Linked DNA regions of Sus scrofa: regions 2 and 3 are each linked to region 1. Evidence: chromatin contacts called from public Hi-C data. All regions are on one chromosome and are shown on one strand. Each heading gives the region's core, a stretch centred on a gene start, on an enhancer-like site or on the middle of the called end of the contact. The rest is flanking DNA. Distances are from core to core; before and after follow the strand shown.

The links. A called contact is a pair of places that touch in the nucleus more often than the background predicts.
Region 2: a contact with region 1 is called in a Hi-C map of fetal heart ventricle, with 3 times the contacts expected there. The contact joins two enhancer-like sites. A contact is called at or near these places in 3 of 47 Hi-C or Micro-C datasets (blood, fetal heart ventricle and heart right ventricle) and 1 of 2 datasets of contacts at active chromatin or transcription factors (skeletal muscle).
Region 3: a contact with region 1 is called in a Hi-C map of fetal heart ventricle, with 1.8 times the contacts expected there. The contact joins two enhancer-like sites. A contact is called at or near these places in 1 of 47 Hi-C or Micro-C datasets (fetal heart ventricle) and 1 of 2 datasets of contacts at active chromatin or transcription factors (skeletal muscle).

Annotation. Positions count from the first base shown.
Region 1 is chr12:10,234,442-10,237,482 of Sscrofa11.1, forward strand. No RefSeq gene overlaps it. Among named protein-coding and RNA genes, the nearest start is that of KCNJ2, 120 kb to the right of the region's middle. Within about 2 kb of position 1,475, at least 3 of the 83 cell types and tissues checked have an H3K27ac peak or open chromatin away from gene starts, as enhancers often do.
Region 2 is chr12:10,019,268-10,022,308 of Sscrofa11.1, forward strand. No RefSeq gene overlaps it. Among named protein-coding and RNA genes, the nearest start is that of KCNJ2, 340 kb to the right of the region's middle. Within about 2 kb of position 1,399, at least 3 of the 83 cell types and tissues checked have an H3K27ac peak or open chromatin away from gene starts, as enhancers often do.
Region 3 is chr12:10,084,514-10,087,554 of Sscrofa11.1, forward strand. No RefSeq gene overlaps it. Among named protein-coding and RNA genes, the nearest start is that of KCNJ2, 270 kb to the right of the region's middle. Within about 2 kb of position 1,533, at least 2 of the 83 cell types and tissues checked have an H3K27ac peak or open chromatin away from gene starts, as enhancers often do.

The sequences.
Region 1 (3,041 bases), core at 225-2,724:
CTCTCACCTTCATCCTTGTTACTTAATTTTTGATCCTTTGGAGGCTCAATTACTTCCAAATAGCTATATAGAGCTATATACTTATAAATTGACATACCTGTATACCTAACCATTCACACAAGAAGTTTATTAGTGTAAAAGTCATCACTGGGAGAGTCTGGATAAAACCCCACTTTTTCACTAATAAATGGATGCATTTAAAAACAATCTCTTAATGGCGTTCCCGAACTGGCTCAGTGGTTAACGAATCCAACTAAGAACCATGAGGTTGCTGGTTCGATCCCTGGCCTTGCTCAGTGGGTTAAGGATCCGGCGTTGCTGTGAGCTGTGGTGTAGGCTGAAGACACGGCTCGGATCCCATGTTGCTGTGGCTCTGGCGTAGACTCGGCAGCTACAGGTCTGATCAGACCCCTAGCCTGGGAACCTCCATATGCTGCAGGTGCGGCCCTAGAAAAGGCAAAAAATAAATAAATAAAAACAATCTCTTAAAAATCAGATTTTTTAAAATGTGGTTATGAATGAAAATAAATGCAAAGAATGGGGTATGAATTGTTACTGTTTAGCCTTCTTAGCTGGGAAGGACAACCGTATGGTTTTCAAAGCATAGGCTTGGGAAAAACGGACTTCAATTGTTAGCAGTGTTGTCATTCTATGCCTTGAGTGCCTCATCTGTAAAATGGGTATACAGACTGTGTAGACTGAGAGGAGCCAGGTAACCCACTTTGCATAGTGCTTGGCGCCTATTAAGAACTCAAACTTTAGAAGTAGGCATGAAAATTTGATGGGGAAGAAGGAAAAGAAGAGCAGTTACAGGTGTGAATGCATTCGCGTGCACACCTGCGTGTCCATAAGCCCAGAATGCTTCCAGAACGTCTTTGTCTTTATAATCATCTTAGGTATTTGCTTTCAGAAAATGAGGGTGTTTGTTTATCCATTCTTAAGCCCAGGAAACATAGCACTGGAAAGCTCATTTACAAAGCTGGAACTGAAAACTAAAAACTCAATTTAAGTACATGTCTCACTTTTTCCCAGCAAGGTACTGAAGTAGTGGATAAAGCCATATCAGAGTTTTCAAATCTCAAAGACGTCAAATCAAAGCCATAGGTCAATAAACTATTGCTGTCCTATGCCTCCAGTTTTTGTCCTAATAGGCTGCTCAGGCTCCTTTGAGTCTTTTTCCTTCAGGATTCCATTGTACATTTGTTTGGCGTCTGTTGCCTTTATTGCTCTCTCACATTTGAGAACTCTAAACATATTCTTTTAAAAGACCAAGCTTTCTCCTTCTAAACCACCACCTCCCCACATCCATTTTAAAAGCCCAAGAAAAAAAAACTTGGCACTAGAGCAGGTGGACACCGAAGGGTACCTCTCTGCCATATCCGTTGTCACCACTACCACCAGTTAAGCCCCAGGTCCTTTGGTATTACCAGATGCACTGCTGGAGGGAAAAGGTTGGGGAAGTGCTGACAGAGAGGTGGGAGAAACTTAACCTGCTGGCAAACAGTGGAGAGACATGAAAATAGAACCGAGCAGATATATCCAGTTCCCCGCCACCTCTCCTCAAAGGACCTCACTCAAGTCAATATCACCTTGGCTCCCATGACAACCACTGACAAAGATAAATAGATGTCAGATACCCTCTTGCTCCCCAGACCTCTCAGGGTTGGTAGGGAACACAAAGGCAAAATTCAGTTTGAGTGAACACACTGCATGACCACTGCATGAAAAAGCCATAGAAAGTAGGCTTGCCAGCCCACGCTGTTAATCTTGCCTCTGCAGGGTTGTCAGCACCCTCTTTAAAAAAGTAGGTGGGCAAAATTAAGAAAGCAGTTTCGGATGGCATTTTCACACCCTGTGAAACACACGTTCTATTTCCAAGCAGACGTGACCCCAGGGTTACAGGATTTGGGGGGATGCATGCCAAAAGAAAGCCTTCTGACCACAGGAGCATGGTCTACATTTTAAAATTCATGCGTCTCTATAGCAGGTGATTCAGGGACTTTCTTTGAAGAGACAATGAGACAAACACCTGTAGTGACTTTGAGCCACAATGTCAAGTCCTGAAAAGTCCACGCTTGCCTCTGCAACCTCAAGCTCTCAAATAAATTCCCTCGCCTGACTCACAGGCTCAACAATGGATTCCCTCTATTTGACAGGGGGATTGTATGCCAGGGGGAAGAAAATGACCCTTGTTTTTGGAATCCCTTTTGCCTTTATGAAGTTTAATGACACTGAAATTTTCTTCAAAACATTATTCTACCTAGGACAAAATCCCAAATTATACATATGTGTAAGCTGCATTCCACGTACTGCAGTACTTAACAGCTAAACTCTAAAATCCAATAATCTTTCTCTGCTTCTAGGTTGGTCATAACAGCCAGGGCTTTGCTGAAGTTTAAAGAAAAGTCCTATTTATAACGTTGATCGCATAAGACCAGACGCCCCTTCTATACTTCATATATGTGACTACTTTTCCTCGCTCTCTTGAGTCCATATTGACTGCTTAATTCTGTGCTCCTATGGAACTTATGTACCGTGTCTAGTCTGTGTTCTATGTGGTAAAAGTACTGTCCTGGAAGCCAGAAACTTTACAGAAGGAAGGAAGAGCACACGACTCCTGTGGAAGAACTAGGAGGACACCAGAGAGTTGAAGGTCTAGTGCTCTCTATTTTCTCCATGACTTTGAACGTAAACACCTCTCCCTCAACAAGGAAGTAAGCCTGAAGGGGGTATCTTTATTTTCATGGTATGTAGAGCTAGAAGTAAAAAAGAGCCTCTAAGCCCCAGCAATTTAACAATTCCTTGAGTTGAGATTCCTTTAGCCAACTGTGTTAAATCACACGTCTTCCAGTCCCCCTCTTTTTGGGGGGTTTTAATTCCGAATCTTAAAATAATATTCAGACTCTCTCCCAGCACAGTGCTCTGATGGCAGAATGTCACATAAAGGGAAGAGATGTGGCCACGACCTTGAAGTAAGTTAGCTGTGCGGTTTGCTGGTATAACGTCAAATCCTAGATCTGCAGCTTCCACGTGGAGCTAGA
Region 2 (3,041 bases), core at 149-2,648, 220 kb before region 1:
TATACAATACTGTAAATCGACCATACTCCAATATAAAATAAAAATTAAATTAAAACAAACCCTGAGAGTTCCCATTGTGGCTCAGTGATTAACGAACCCGACTAGCATCCATGAGGATGAGGGTTCGATCCCTGGCCTCGCTCAGTGGGTTAAGGACCTGGCGTTGCCATGAGCTGTGGTGCAGGTCACAGACGTGGCTCAGACCCCCAGTTGCTGTGGCTGTGGTGTAGGCCAGTGGCTACAGCTCCCATTCGACCCTAGCCTGGGAACCTCATATGCCGCTGGTGCAGCCCTAAAAGACAAAAAGACAAACAACAACAACGACAACAAAACACCCTGGAAAATGACAGGGCTTTCAACTCACATTTGGCAGTTATTTTAGAATATTAGGGCATTTCTATCAAGATTGAAGTAACTAATTCACAGGAGCTTTCCCTGTATAATGACCATCGAAATGAATACCACACTGGAGATTTACATAATGTAAATTTTCTTATGAAAAATTCTTAAAATACCTTAATGCTGCTCTGAATCTGAATGTGGTCCCATCCGACAATATTCAAAAAAAATAAATCAGGAATGTGGTGTGGTTTGTCAGAACCTTTTTTTTTTTTTCAGAGAAATCCAGGCACAAATTATAAGGCTTTTCAGATTTCTCATTATTGAATTCATTCATAAATATGTATTAAGCATAGACTATTTGCATTGTATGGAACTACATAGCTTCATATAAAAAAACACACCCGCAAAGCATATTTTTGTCACATAGGTGGTGGTTTTCTTGAATAGATCCCTTATGCGTGAAGACTGGATATAAGGATTTTAATATATTTTGCAAACGAGAAATGTAATAGCCAATATCTTATCTTTTCAGTAATATACCTCTCGGTTATATATAATGCATACATATTAGGGTTCTGATAAAATCATATATGCATATATATGTATGATATATATGTAGGACTTCATAGATACATATATCATATACATAGATATATATAATCTTAATAAGGAAATTTAATTCAGTGGAATCTAGGTCCTTAAAATCTGTTGCTGAAAGTACATCTAATCGTCTTTAAAGTGCAGTTTATTCCTGGACTCCCGTTCTTTGTTTGTGTCAGCCATAACTATTTGCACTTGACATAATTTAATGACAGTTTCCCACGATAATGACCAGGCTCTTTTTCTGTCTCCCAGACACACCAAAGAGGGAAAGAGTCAAGTTGGTTAGATCCTGGCCAGGCATCATGCAATATCTTACTGTATCATCACCCTTTTCATGTCATTGTGTGGTTTCATTTCTTTTAGAAATTCCCCTTCAAATCACAAAAGGCTGTTCCATAGGGACAGACAATGAGGTCCTACTATGCAGCACAGGGAGCTCTAGGCAACCTCTGGGACAAACCACAATGGAAAGGAATGTGAAAAAGACCGTACATATGTGTATGGCCACGTCGCGCTGCTGTACTGCAGAGATTCAGCAAGCACCACATTGCAAATCAACCCCACTTCCATTTAAAAAGAAAAAGAAGAAGATTGAGAAGCCGCAGGACTTCAGAGCCGCCTCATGTGAAGTCAGAATTTTAGGAATCTCTCAAGTGTTCTCATGACAGAAGCCGAGGGAAAAGATCCTGGAGAGTGGCAGAGAAAAACGGGGGGAGAAAGTGGACTTCCCAGCAACCTGCTAAATGAATGGAGTGTTTTCCTTTCTTGTCTGAGGACTAACCTAACACTTTAACTAAGGCTTAAGGCATCCTGGATATGGTTCTGTCAAGTGATCCTTGGGACCCCGATTATTCCTGTCCTTCGCGTTCTGTGGTTTCCTCATTGCCAGGTCCTTACTTAAAAGTGGAAAAAAAGAATGTAACCACCAGAGGGCGGAAGATATTGCACTTCGAAGGCCTTACAGGAATATTTCTGCCACGAACTCACTCTCCCTAAGCTAACTTGCAAGGTGGAAATGCACGGCTATGCCAGGAACCTCCTAATGCATTTCTTGCACTTGTCCACGTGGAACCCAAGCCCTTCATTTATCTCTGAGCCTCCATCAGCAGTCTTATTTCTGCTGCTTGCCAGTTAGATTTCATTGCCAAAGAGATGACACCATTTTTTATTTTCCACTTTCATCCTATTAAGCTATTCCTTCTCCCTTGGTTTGGGTCACCTGGGGTTCCAAGAATTAATGAACTACACTTTAGATCTTTAAGCAGCATCCCTCTTTCTGCAGAGCATCCCTCTACCCCCTGAGACATCTCTGCCTGGGAAGAGAGTTCTGAGGGGGGAGGGGCTGCACGTCTATGTGAGCACGTGTTCCAGTTTCCCAGGGTAGTCCCGATTTCCACACAATTCTCAGCTTTGTTCACGGCACCCCCTTCGATACCCAAATTACATAGTCGCCTCCTTTATATCCCTAGGATACACCTTATGTGTGCAAAGGATGCCTCCCTCTGAATTTATAGAAACTATATTCAGAGATTCCATGGTCACCTCTCTTCAGCTCAGAGAATGCCTCCTCCGGTTCTGCATTCACTATAGCTCCGTGCAGTTCTAGGTGCTCTTGGCCAGAGCTTTCCATAATGCCAAAGGGTACCAAGTGTGTGGTGCCCTATACATTGGGGAAAACAAAGGAGACTTCCCTGGTGCCTGGGCGACTCAGGATCTATCCCAAGGGCTAAGAGGTTCAGCATCTCACCACATCTGAAGCCCTATATGGACAACCTACACACCCATGTGCGCAGGACTCAATCCTGGTTCCTGCTCTTCACATTCCGTCTTGCTCCTGAAAGCCCGATTCGTGGTTAAAATATCCTAGGATGCTATTATCGTGATCATGCAGAGACAGCAGGCTATGCAGTGTACCATTTCGCCTCCAGTTCTGAAGGTAAAACTTCCCAACAAGGATCTGCTCAAAGATAGATTTTGGTTGCCTCGGGAAGCCTGGACGTGTCTAAAACTATTTATGTACAACTAAAGTGTTGTCTTCCTTCCCATCCATAGGGACAGTTTTACAATTAAACATTCCCCAAAGGCCAGAATGCCAT
Region 3 (3,041 bases), core at 283-2,782, 150 kb before region 1:
TAGTATGAGAATCTCTAATTGCATCCATATTGCTACAAATGACATTGGTTCATTCTTTTGTATGGCTGAGTAGTATTCCAATATATAGATATATAGACATATACCACATCTTCTTTATCCATTCATCTGTCCATGGGCACTTAGGTTGCTTCCATGTCTAGGCTATTATAAATAGTGTTTCTATGAACATTGGGGTGCACTTATCTTTTCAAATTATCTTTTCTCCAGATCTATCCCCAGGAATGGGATTGCTGGATCATATGGCAACTCTATTTTTAGTTTTTTAAGGAACCTCCATGCTGTTTTCCATAGCAGCTGTACCGGTTCACCAGAGAATTTTTTTTTTTTAAATCTTCTCAACCCCCAAAGTCACACACACACCAAAAACACTCTGAAATAGAGGAGGAAAAGTTTGCTTACCTGTAGTTTAGGATTTCAAACCTTGGCCCTATTTACATTTTTGACCAGATACTTTGATTCCTTGATGGGGGCTTGGAGTCAGGCATTGGCAGTGCTGAGCCATGCAGGATATTTATCAGCATACCTGACCTCTACCCACTAGATGTCAGTAGCAACCCCCCTCCAGCCATACAGATGCAAACACTCTCCAGACCTTGCAAATGTCCCCTGAGGGCCAAAATCACCTCTCTGGAGATTCGTTTGTGTAGAGGGTGCTGATATATGTAGTACTTCTTATGCTTCTGTTAGCGTAACAGTCAGCTTGCTGTTGGCCTGCAGTTTAAACCACTTTTGCATTAACATTCTTATGGATTAACATTATACATTGACATTCTTTGCCTATTTCACATATTGATGTTATGCTCCTAAATATATGTCAATAAGTATTGTGGGATGATAGGCAAAGCGAGGATCGTAGGATTTATTATTTTATTTATTATTTTCTATTATTCTTATTTTTTAAATTACGGCAGGATGCAGTGGACAGATTTACCACCTTTCTTCGAGTTAATTAGGGAACATTTCCAAGGGATGGAAGATTTTTTTTTTTTTCTTTTGAAGCAATAGCATGCAATAAAACCATCATAGATTATATGAAATTTTGATTTGTATGTGAACCAGCTCACTTGCTTGAAACACTGAAATCATTAAACCCCTATGGTTCTGCTTGCTCAGTACAGGAGGAGTCAGAGCCAGTTTCCCCTGAATCAGCCCAGTATGTACAAAGGTAACAGAACCAAATGACAGAGCAAATCTGGAGAAACGAGCCAATGAGGGAGCCATCAAAATATTTGGAGTAGAGGAAGCCTTCTTTTAGTTCCCAAAAGCACCTATCAACAGCTTATATTTAGCAAATTATTCAGAACACTGCTCGTGGTTTCATATCAGTACAAATTAGAGATAACCTTTTACTGTAATAAAGAAACAATTCAATTGTCATGCTCCATGAAAGGAACACATGCAACTAAGATAAATTCCCAGTTGCAATTCCTCTAATTCATTTCTATTTCTCCACTGATTCTCCAAGCCCAGATCATTTTACCCTGACGGGGAGTGCTTCTGGAAAATTTTTACTCTTATACTTCATAAATAAGGTCTTCCGAGATGCCACACTGGAAAGGTCACCTATGGTTTACCAACTGAATGAGCAGAGTGGCAGAGAAAAGTCCTTTACCCTTTTACTCAGAAGACCACGTATGTTTGCCCTCAGCTCTTTGTAAATAAGAATTGATTCATTTTACAACCCCTGCTGTTGCCATAGTAGCCAACTTGATGTACCTGGAGAGAAGAAGGTGTCTACCCCATTGATTTAATGGAGTAGCCTTCTTAATAAGTTATTTTCAGTTTAAGTCCTCATTACCTTCTTCACTTGCCATTTGGGAAAGAGTTAAACTTTCTAATTATTTTTTTAAATTCCTGAGAATATTCTATTTATAAAAATAATTTTAAGAGCATTTCAAATTTTTTTTTATTATTTTTTTAATAGTTATTTCCCCAATACCATTTTTTTTCTACTGTATGGCATGGTGACCCAGTTACACACACATTCTATTCTCGCACATTATCATGCTCCATCCTAAGTGACTAGACATAGTTCCCAGTGCTACACAGCAGGATCTCATTACTAATCCATTCCAAAGGCAATAGTTTGTATCTATTAATCCCAAGCTCCCCAACCACCCTGCTCCCTCCCCCTCCCCCTTGGCAACCACAAGTCTATTCTGCAAGTCCATGATTTTCTTTTTTGTGGAAAGGTTCATTTGTGCCTTATATTAGATTCCAGATATAAGTGATATCATATAGTATTTGTCTTTCTCTTTCTGACTTACTTCACTTAGTATGAGAGTCTCTAGTTCCATCCATGTTGCTGCAAATGGCATTATGTCATTCTTTTTTATGACTGAGTAGTATTCCATTGTTTATATATACCACATCTTCCTAATCCAATCGTCTGTTAATGGACATTTGGGTTGTTTCCATGTCTTGGCTATTGTAAATAGAGCTGCAATGAACATGCGGGTGCATGTGTCTTTTTTAAGGAAAGTTTTGTCCAGATATATGCCCAGGAGTGGGATTGCTAGGTCATATGGTAGTTGTATGTATAGATTTCCAAGATATCTCCTTACTGATCTCCATAGTGGTTGTACCAGCTTACATTCCCACCAACAGTTCAGGAAGGTTCCCTTTTCTCCACACTCCCTCCAGCATTACCTCCAGGCACACACACACACACAATTGAGTTCAGTAGCCTATTTTCCTTGTTCAGTACTTTTTATAGGTTATACCATTGTTCAGTATTAAATTCACAGATTAAAGGACAAAAGGTATGCATTAATAGATCTCTTAATTGTTTACTCCTTCATGAAAAATCAAGAGCATTGGTTTTGCTCTTAAAAGCACTTGCAGGCCTACATATGATGTGTTTAAATATCATGAACCAAACCTTTCAAAGATTGCAGAGTCACTTTTGCATTATCTCAAGTTATACACCATCATGGTTAAGAAATATATTTTTCTTAAAATATAGAATTTTTATGGTAATTTTTTTCTTGCTACCATTCTTTCCATTTATAGATTGACTC